Regions from separate parts of the Ovis aries genome. Here region 1 is linked to region 2. Evidence: chromatin contacts called from public Hi-C data. All regions are on one chromosome and are shown on one strand. The core of a region is the stretch at or near the end of the contact, and the rest is flanking DNA. Distances in the headings are between cores, read along the strand shown.

Region 1 (4,376 bases), core at 335-2,834, 590 kb after region 2:
GTTAATAACACTGTATCTTTTGAGGTTAGATCTTAAATGTTCTCACCACACACAAAAAAAGACATGGTAATTAAGTGACATGCTGGAGGGGTTAGCTGTCTGGTGGTGATCATTTTGCAATATATAAATTGTCAAACATGTTTTACGTTAAACTTACACTGTTAAATGTCAATTATATCTCAAGAGAGTTGAAAACAACAGAAAAATAAATACATGAGCAGTACCCAAATGTGAACGAAAAACCACACCTAACTCCTAAAGTTACTACTAAAGTTATTACAGAAGAATATATTAGAATATGTTAGAGAAGAGTGTTAGTACGTAAGCAGGAACTGTTACGTTATTGAAACTGATTTGGCGTCCAGGAAACTGAGTCGGAGTCGGCCTGGTAATTTAATTGCCAGTCTTCCGGATGCGCTCTATCTGTCTTCATTAGCTGACAGTGCTCTCTTTAGGGACCTTTCTCTCCACTCCTCCAACTGCTATCCCCTTCCTCACTTCCTCCCACCCCTTTCGGTTAACTCTTAAACAGCTCTCCCTCTCCGTGCACCACTTCTACAGAATTTTTAACCAGAAATAGAGCACGCAGGGCTTCCCCTTGAGCTCCGGGGACCCCTGGACGAGTAGGAAATGCCCAGCGGTCCACCCTGCCTCAGGGCTTCCTCCACTGCATCACTTCCCCCGCCCGCGCCGCGGAAAAAGGATCCCGGCCCACGCCCAGCGGACTCAAATCAGTCCCGGGCCGCCCCACCCAGCCCCACCCAGCCCCAGCCCACCGTACGAGGGCCGCGCGTCTGCTTTCACCTAGAGGTGGCTTCAGGCGAGTCACACCCCTTCTCTCCTTACCAGGGCGCGCTCCTTGAACCCCGCCCTCGGGCTCGCAGCCCGCGCTGGCTCCCCGGAATCCCCAGCTCCAATTCCAGCCGGAGAAAATAACCCAAAGTTGTTGTCCAAAGTCAAGACTTCCTGCGAGCGGGGGCTTCCCCGAATCTACGATGCCCGATCAGGGCCCTCGTCCCTCGCCCGTCCCGACACTGACCCGCGCCTCCCCGGCCTTCCCCGGGGCCACCCGCTCGCCCGCCCGCCGCGAGCTGAGCCGGGAGACGGCAGGTCAGCGGCTGGAAGCGACCGCATTGCGGCCGCCGGCGGGCGGCGCGGGCTTCCTTCTCCCGGTTCCTCTGCCCGCGACCTGCCGCGGGTCCCAACAACCTCCCTCGCCGAGAAGGGTGCGGCGCCCACGCGCAGTCCCCGAGTCCTTCCTGCGTGGGCTGAGGATTTCGGGGCCGGGCGCCCGGCCCCGCGCCACACCGCTCCCCGCCCCGGCCCCCGGAAACCCCTCGCTCACCGATATCCCCGTCTTCTTCGTCGTCCTCCTCCAGCTCCATTTCTAGCAGAACGTCCCTGGTCATCATGGGCATGTCTCCCCCCGCAGCTCGGAACTTGGCGCAAAGTTGGGGGCTCCTTGGAGTCCGGAACTTCGGCTCTCTGACGGGGCGGGCGCCCGGGCAGGGACGGCAAGGCGCGTCTCACTCCGGGCTCAGGGGCCGCTGTGCTCAGCCCGCGCTCGGTGAATCAGGACCCGAGTGGTGCGTCCAAGACAACCTCTGGCCGCCGGAGCCGGGCCGGGCCACTGAGCATGCCCAGTGAGCGCCGGGGCTCGCTGCGGAGTGATTGAACTGCCGCGGGTTTATGAGCTCCCAGAAGGAAGTCAGGCGAAGAGAGAAGGGAGTCGCTGGTATTCGCGCTGTGCCCGCCAGTGAACTCGCCGAAGGGGGGAGGCGAGAGCGTCAACTCCGAACGAGGTAGCTCTGTTTCAGGTTCATATATGGGCACGTCCTGGGCTCGCTTTCTTTGATATCTGCTACGCGAGAAGGGAGAGACGCTGCTGCAGCCCCCAGGAAAGACCCTTTAGGCGAGCAAGTCTGGATGGTGTTTAAAAGGGAAGTGGAGCCCATGGCGGATCTTAAAGTATCAATTACTCTGACTCCAAGTGGGGAAACATGTATTCTGTTGGAGAATGGGGAGGTGGCAATTACAGAGAAGAGGCCAAACTCGTAGATGAGAAACAACAGAAGAAAACAAGACCAAGAGAGCGAGATCCAAAGACACGTTCACAAGAGGCAGGATTTCCGCATCAAGTGAGGTTAGGTTAGGGAAGGGAGAAGCGCCCCCTACTCCCGCCCGGAGGGGCGCATGCAGGGAGTGGTCGGAAGATGATTGCCAAGAGATCGTCTTGAAAGCTTCATCCTCCGTGTCACAAGGGCAAAGGAAGCGAAGACCTCCATTATGGTTAGGTGTGAATTCTACTCTGGAGCAATGGTTAGGTGTGAATTGAACTCTTGAGCAGTGTGAAAAACCATCATAACCAGAGGAAACGAGGTACTGAAATAAAGTTGAGGCAGAGAGTATAAGAATGCATTCCTGGTGACCAGAGGGAGCAGTAAGACAAATACAAAGGGATTTCTGCTTTCAGACAGATGGGGTAACTTGAACTGCGGGTTCCTGGGGTTGTACATCAGCAGAACTTTTTTCCAGAGAAGCTGGTGTGTTCCCATGGATCCATTGTGATGTCTCCAAAGGGCTAGAAGGTACATTTGAAACCCTTGTTATATTCATTGTTTCCCTGAAACTTATTGAAACTTTTTGTATTTTTCCAATCAAGTCCAAAAGTGTTATGATAATGAGAATGACTGTTCAGATGACAGAAGTGCCTTTTATTTTCCTATATACTTATTTCTCATGTTTTCTTATGAAAGAAATAAAGCATTGAAATCAACTGTCAGTGGGAGTGGGAAAACAGCTATGAATATGCATTATAAGACAGGAGGAAGTTACTTTTAAGGAAATATCCAGGAAACATATTTGCTTCTTAAGGAAACTTTTAGTGGAAAATTAGTTTTAATATAAAGAGAAACCAATACAGCATTTTAAAGATAGGAGGCTGAAGAAAAAAAATGAGGAGAAAAGATTATTTTCTTTTAGTAAACTTTGCCCCTAATGCTTATAATATTGTTCCTACTAAAATAGAAATTCCAGAAGTATTTTGGTTACATGTGAATGTGATTAACATTCACAGTTTTCATTTAAAAAATGCATATGGTAGTTTTTATGTGCTAGGCACAGTTCTCAATGTTCTGCTGTGCTTGCTTGCTTGCTCAGCTGTATCTGACTCTGCGATCAGATGGACTGTAGACCCCTGGCCTCCTCCGTCCATGGAATTCTCTAGGCAAGAATACTAGGGTGGGTTGCCATTTTCTACTCCAAAGGATCTTCCTCACCTAGGAATCAAACCCAGTCTCTTGCATCTCCTGTATTGGGAGGCAGATTTGTTACTCCTGTGGCACCTAGGAATCGCTCTAAATGTTTTACCTTCAGTTATTTACTCTTCATAATAACCCTAGGATTCACCACTCCTTCACTCAAGCACAGAGCCATTAGCTTGTCCAAAATCACACAGGGATTAAGTGGTTGAGCTGGGAGTCAACAAGCAGTTTATTCCAGAATCTGTGTTCTTAAGTCACTTTGTAAACCCCTACAGAGATATTTTTAAGCCATTTTTTAAAATCACTTTTTTTCCCACCAATTTTTTTAAAAATATTTAGCTATTTATTTCTTTGGATGCATCAGGTCTTAGTTGCAACATGCAGTATCTTTAGCTGCTCCATGTGAACTCCTAGTTATGGCATGTAATATCTAGTTCCTTGACCATGAATCGAACCTGGGCCCCCAGCACTGGCAACATGGACCATGAATCAAACCTGGGCCCCTTGCATTGGGAGCATGGAGTCTTAGCCACTGGACTACCAGGGAAGTCCCTCCCCACCAATTCTAAACCTTTAAAATTCTCATCAACTCCCTGCTATCATTCTTTCACCAAATAGTCTAGTTCTTTGGGCCTAGGATTTTGTTCAGTATTAATCAGTAGTTAGAAAACTCTTGTGATTGATTTTCCATCAGGTTTCACTGAGTCATTTGAAACTCTCCACAGATTTAAAGTTTACATTTTTCTTGCCTGATAAATGTTGCAGAGACATTGCTAGACTTATATATAAAGGTGACTATTGCTAGAAGGGAAATGAATTATTTACTTTGGTTAGCTGTAAATTTATTATTAGTAGTCAGTTATTTCATTTAATCCATTTTATTTCCTACAGCTTCTTTCATGCATTGTTTTTTTCAACTGAGTAATATATGTTTCAAAAATAATCAAGGTAACAGGCCTGGATAAGAACCACACCTTTGACTCTGAAAAATTATCATCTATATCATGAATACTTTATGAAATAAAATGTGCCTAACAGTCCGTGGCCAAGTGATAGGACTGGCAAAGCTTTTCCAAGTCAGAGATCATAGACCAAGTATCTTCCCCTTCATTG
Region 2 (3,798 bases), core at 1,127-3,626:
GAAAAAATTTCCCAAGGGATACAAAGTTTCATTAACTATCTTGATTCTTTTACTCAGCATCACCTTTCTGCCCCTCTGTGGATATCAAACAATCAATAACAATGTCACAAAAGAATGTTTATCAAGATGGGGGATGGGGTGTCACCTGTAATGATTCTGTATGAAAAATGTAAACAATCCTAAAATAGGTGAGGAAAACTTTCACCTTCTTAGAACCTCCCTTGTGGATATTTAATGTTTCTCAGACTGAAATTAGCAGAAGTTTAGAAACTGATGTGCAAGGTTTGTTTCTTGCTTGGGGCTTTTCTTTTTTCTTTTTGCTAAAGCAAATCTCCCCATAAATCCCTTATTTCCCAACACTGTTGTTAGAGTCACTACTACTCACCGCAAGTAATACTGTTTTAAAGCAAAGGCAGCGTTAGAACAACTTCTGGGAAAGTTGAACTCTTCCACAATTTCTCCCCACTGATTCTTCTCAGAAACCTGTTAAAAACACAGCCACACTTGTCTGAAAGTGCACAATCCAAGAAAACTCAAACCTAACTCTGAATAAATACCCATTCTACAGAGATCTGCAGATCCCTCAGGAATCGGTGGGTGATTCGGCTCGATCCGTAAGAGTAGCTAAGCAAGGGCTGCTTGAATCACTGTGTTTTCACCCGAGAGCCCTGTATTTAATAGCACTTGTTTTGTTTTGGGGGGCGGAAGGGGGGATGTTGGTGGGTTTGTTTTGTTTTTGAAGCCCGGACAATAACCAATCGCAAGTCCCTCTGTCGCCCCCTTTTAAATCTCAACGCGGTCCGTTTACACTAAAAAAAAAAAAGTTCAAAAGGATCAATACTGTTCCGGACAGCGACGTCCGCAGGTTCTGGGGGGGCCCGGGCCGGGGCCGATTCCGATCCCTCTCCCAGATCTATCCATCTCCATAGGCCCTTCTTTGAGGCCTACAGCTTCTGCCTAGCCTTGAAGCCTAAGATGGCTATTTGGAGACAGGTCCTGGTTTCTTTTGTTAGCTGTATAAACCGAGGGCGACGGGGCCGAGGCTGTGCCCCCGGCTGCCGGGATCATTTCGCAGCCGATTATCGATGTTAAACCTGCCCGCGCTAATTTTGAGTTGCACGAAAACTGCTCTCAGAGTCTGTGTGTCTCTGTGTCTCCGCCTGTGCTAGAGCGGCAGCGGCGGCAGAGCTGACTCGCGAGCGAGCGGGCGGGCGGGCGCGGGGCGGGCGCGGGGCTCGGGCGGGCGCCCCGCACGCCCGCACTCCCCGCCGCGGCGCTCAGACCCCGCCGGGCCGGCCGGGCACCGGGCAGGGCGCGAGCCGGCGCCGGGCCGCCCGCCCGCCGAGCCCCGCGCCCGCCGCGCGCACGCGAGCCACCAGGCCAAAAACAGCCCCGCCGCCGTCCGCCTCCGTGCCACCGGCTGGGAGCGAAAAGAACGCCTCTGGCCCCCGCAGGCCACCCCCCCGGCCCCGAGCGCCCACTCCGGGGTCAAAGGAGACTTTTTGGAGGAGGCCAGCGAGAGGGAAATACAAATTAAAACTTCCACTCACCTTCGCGAATCCGCCTAAAGTAGTGACTCTGGTGTAGAGACCGTGAAGATCCAGCTCCTTCCCACCCACCGCAGGGATTTTTTTAAAAGGCGACCTGCGGGAGAGAGAAAGCCCCGCACTTGTCAGCCGGGACCCCGCGGCGGCCCGAGCGGGAGAGCCCCGTTCGCCCCGGCTCGCCCCGGCGCTGCCCCCCCGGTTCTGCTCTCACCCTCTGCTGTGGTGGAACTGCCGCAGCTCGTCCAGGAAAGCGAGTCCCTTTCTCCGCTCGTCCGGAGGCGCCTTCCCCGTCGAGTTTGCCATTATTTTTTCAAAGGAGGTTTTAAAAAAACCCAGATCGGTGTTTTAAAAGCGCCCCCCGCTCCCAGCGCTTCCTACCAGAGCCCAGAGCCCATTCCTCGGCCGGCGGCGGCGGGGCTCAGTCATGGGCCGGCGGTGGCGGCGGCGGCGGCGGCGGCGGCGGCGGCGCAGGGAGGGAGGGAGGGAGGGGGAGGAGGAGGAGGAGGAGGGGAAGGAGGGAGCAGGAGGCCAGGGGGAGAGGAGGGAAGGAGGGAGGGGAATTTCTAAAAAAGTTTAAAGAAATCGGAGCGAAACTAGAGGGGCAGGCGACTGCCGGATCCGCGCGAAGCCGCGGGGCGAGCGCGGCCCCCACCCCTTCCTTCCCTCCCTCCCGCGGCCCGGCTCTCGCCCGCCTCTCAGCGCCGCCGGCTCAGGCGGCTCGGCCCGGGGACGCGATTCAACATGGTGCTGCTGCCGGGGGCGCGCGAGCGGGCGAGGGGAAAGGCGAGCCGACGGTGAGGGGCCGGGGTGGCCGGAGGCCCGGGAGTTTCGGCGGCCGCGGCGGCGGCGGCGGCGGCGGGGCTGGGGCAGGCGGGGCTGGGGGTGGGGAGGGGGAGGTCTGTGTGGTGGTTTGTGGAAAGCGGGGTGACAGCGTGTATTCCGGCCGCAGCTCCGCGGGGCCCTCGCACACATTCACGCGCGGCCTCGCGGCCGGGGCGTCCCCGGGCAGAAGGCACCGGCGGCAGCCGAGCCGCTGCGCGCCGCCCGCCCGCTTCCCTCCCCGCCAGCCTCCCTCTCTGCCGCCTCCAGCGTCGCCGCCACGGCCGGGCAGCCAGAGCCGCACAGCGACCCCCGAGGGCCGGCCGCGGCACTGCGCCTGACTCCACACCGCCCCGGCAGCTCCTCGCGGGGAACAATAGACTCGGCTCGCCGGGCTTAGGGTTCATCTGCAATGTGCCGCACATTTCACACGCACACAAAGCCGGCGGAAAGGGGGGAGGCGCGGGGAAACGGCCACTACCGGTTGTTCCAGGGTTAGGGGTGGAGGCGATGTTCGCGTCCCCGGCCCGGCAGTTGGAAGGGCTGCCTTGGAGTCCCCGCCTGTCCGACAGAACTGGTGTAGAGCTCGGGAGGGAAAGGAAGCCCAGAGGGGAAGCTCCTCACGCTAGCTTCATTCACTGATAGGAATAAAGTCAACCTGTCACCTTTTTTTTTATAAGGTCTAAAAGAATCGGCTTTTCTGAGCTTTGTGGCGATAGTAAGGGGGGGCCTGGTTAGCACATTTTCCATGACTTACCCACAAACTAACTTTAGCAAACTGTAAATTAAATACAATGTGAACTGTCTGTCCTAGTTCTGTGGAAATGGAATCATGCTCTTAATTCATCTTGACTTTTGTTGGTTTCATTTCTCAAACTAGATTATTCTGTGCAGTTATGCAAACAGTAATTAAACTGATTGGGAAGCAATCTTTTGAACTTGGGCGATAATAATTAACGTTTATATTTTTATATTAAGGTCTGTTATAGTTTGCTTAAAACATATTGAATAAAATCTTATGTTTTTGCTTTTTCTCAAATGTCTTAATACGATCCCGGTTTAAAATATTTTTGAAGCTCAAAATAAGAGGCTGTTCAAATGGGAGACGTAACATCTCAACAAATACTACCACAAGTTTATATCTACAAGGGGTGTTGGGGTCAGCCGTTTGCTGCAAATGTTAATTAAGCTTCAAGAATTGTGAAGCATATTATTATTCCCATTTCCGCGATGGCCACTACAGGCAAAGTCACCGACACCCAAGGTCACATTCTAGTAAAGGGTTGGATGGGTTATCTCAGGTAGTGATTCCAATGAGAACATTTATTTGGTAGTGAAAAGAATTATGTAATATAGTCCAGCCACGCTTCCGGTGCTCACTCTAGGAAACGGATTATTTCTCAAGTAAAGTTTGCCTCTTAAACGGGGTTGG

Evidence for each region. A called contact is a pair of places that touch in the nucleus more often than the background predicts.
Region 1: a contact with region 2 is called in a Hi-C map of omental adipose tissue, with 2.6 times the contacts expected there. The contact joins the promoter of ANO6 here to the promoter of ARID2 in region 2. A contact is called at or near these places in 2 of 16 Hi-C or Micro-C datasets (omental adipose tissue and skin fibroblasts).

Annotation. Positions count from the first base shown.
Region 1 is chr3:141,383,917-141,388,292 of ARS-UI_Ramb_v3.0, forward strand. ANO6 (anoctamin 6) reads right to left here and starts at 1,585. Exons shown (of 20, transcript XM_042246830.2): 1 at 1,346-1,585. The coding sequence starts at 1,418. LOC132659442 (a long non-coding RNA gene) reads left to right here and starts at 1,700. Exons shown (of 2, transcript XR_009599919.1): 1 at 1,700-2,588.
Region 2 is chr3:140,791,729-140,795,526 of ARS-UI_Ramb_v3.0, forward strand. It overlaps ARID2 (AT-rich interaction domain 2), which reads right to left and starts at 2,377. Exons shown (of 21, transcript XM_004006425.6): 1 at 1,759-2,377; 2 at 1,551-1,644; 3 at 386-483. The coding sequence starts at 1,850.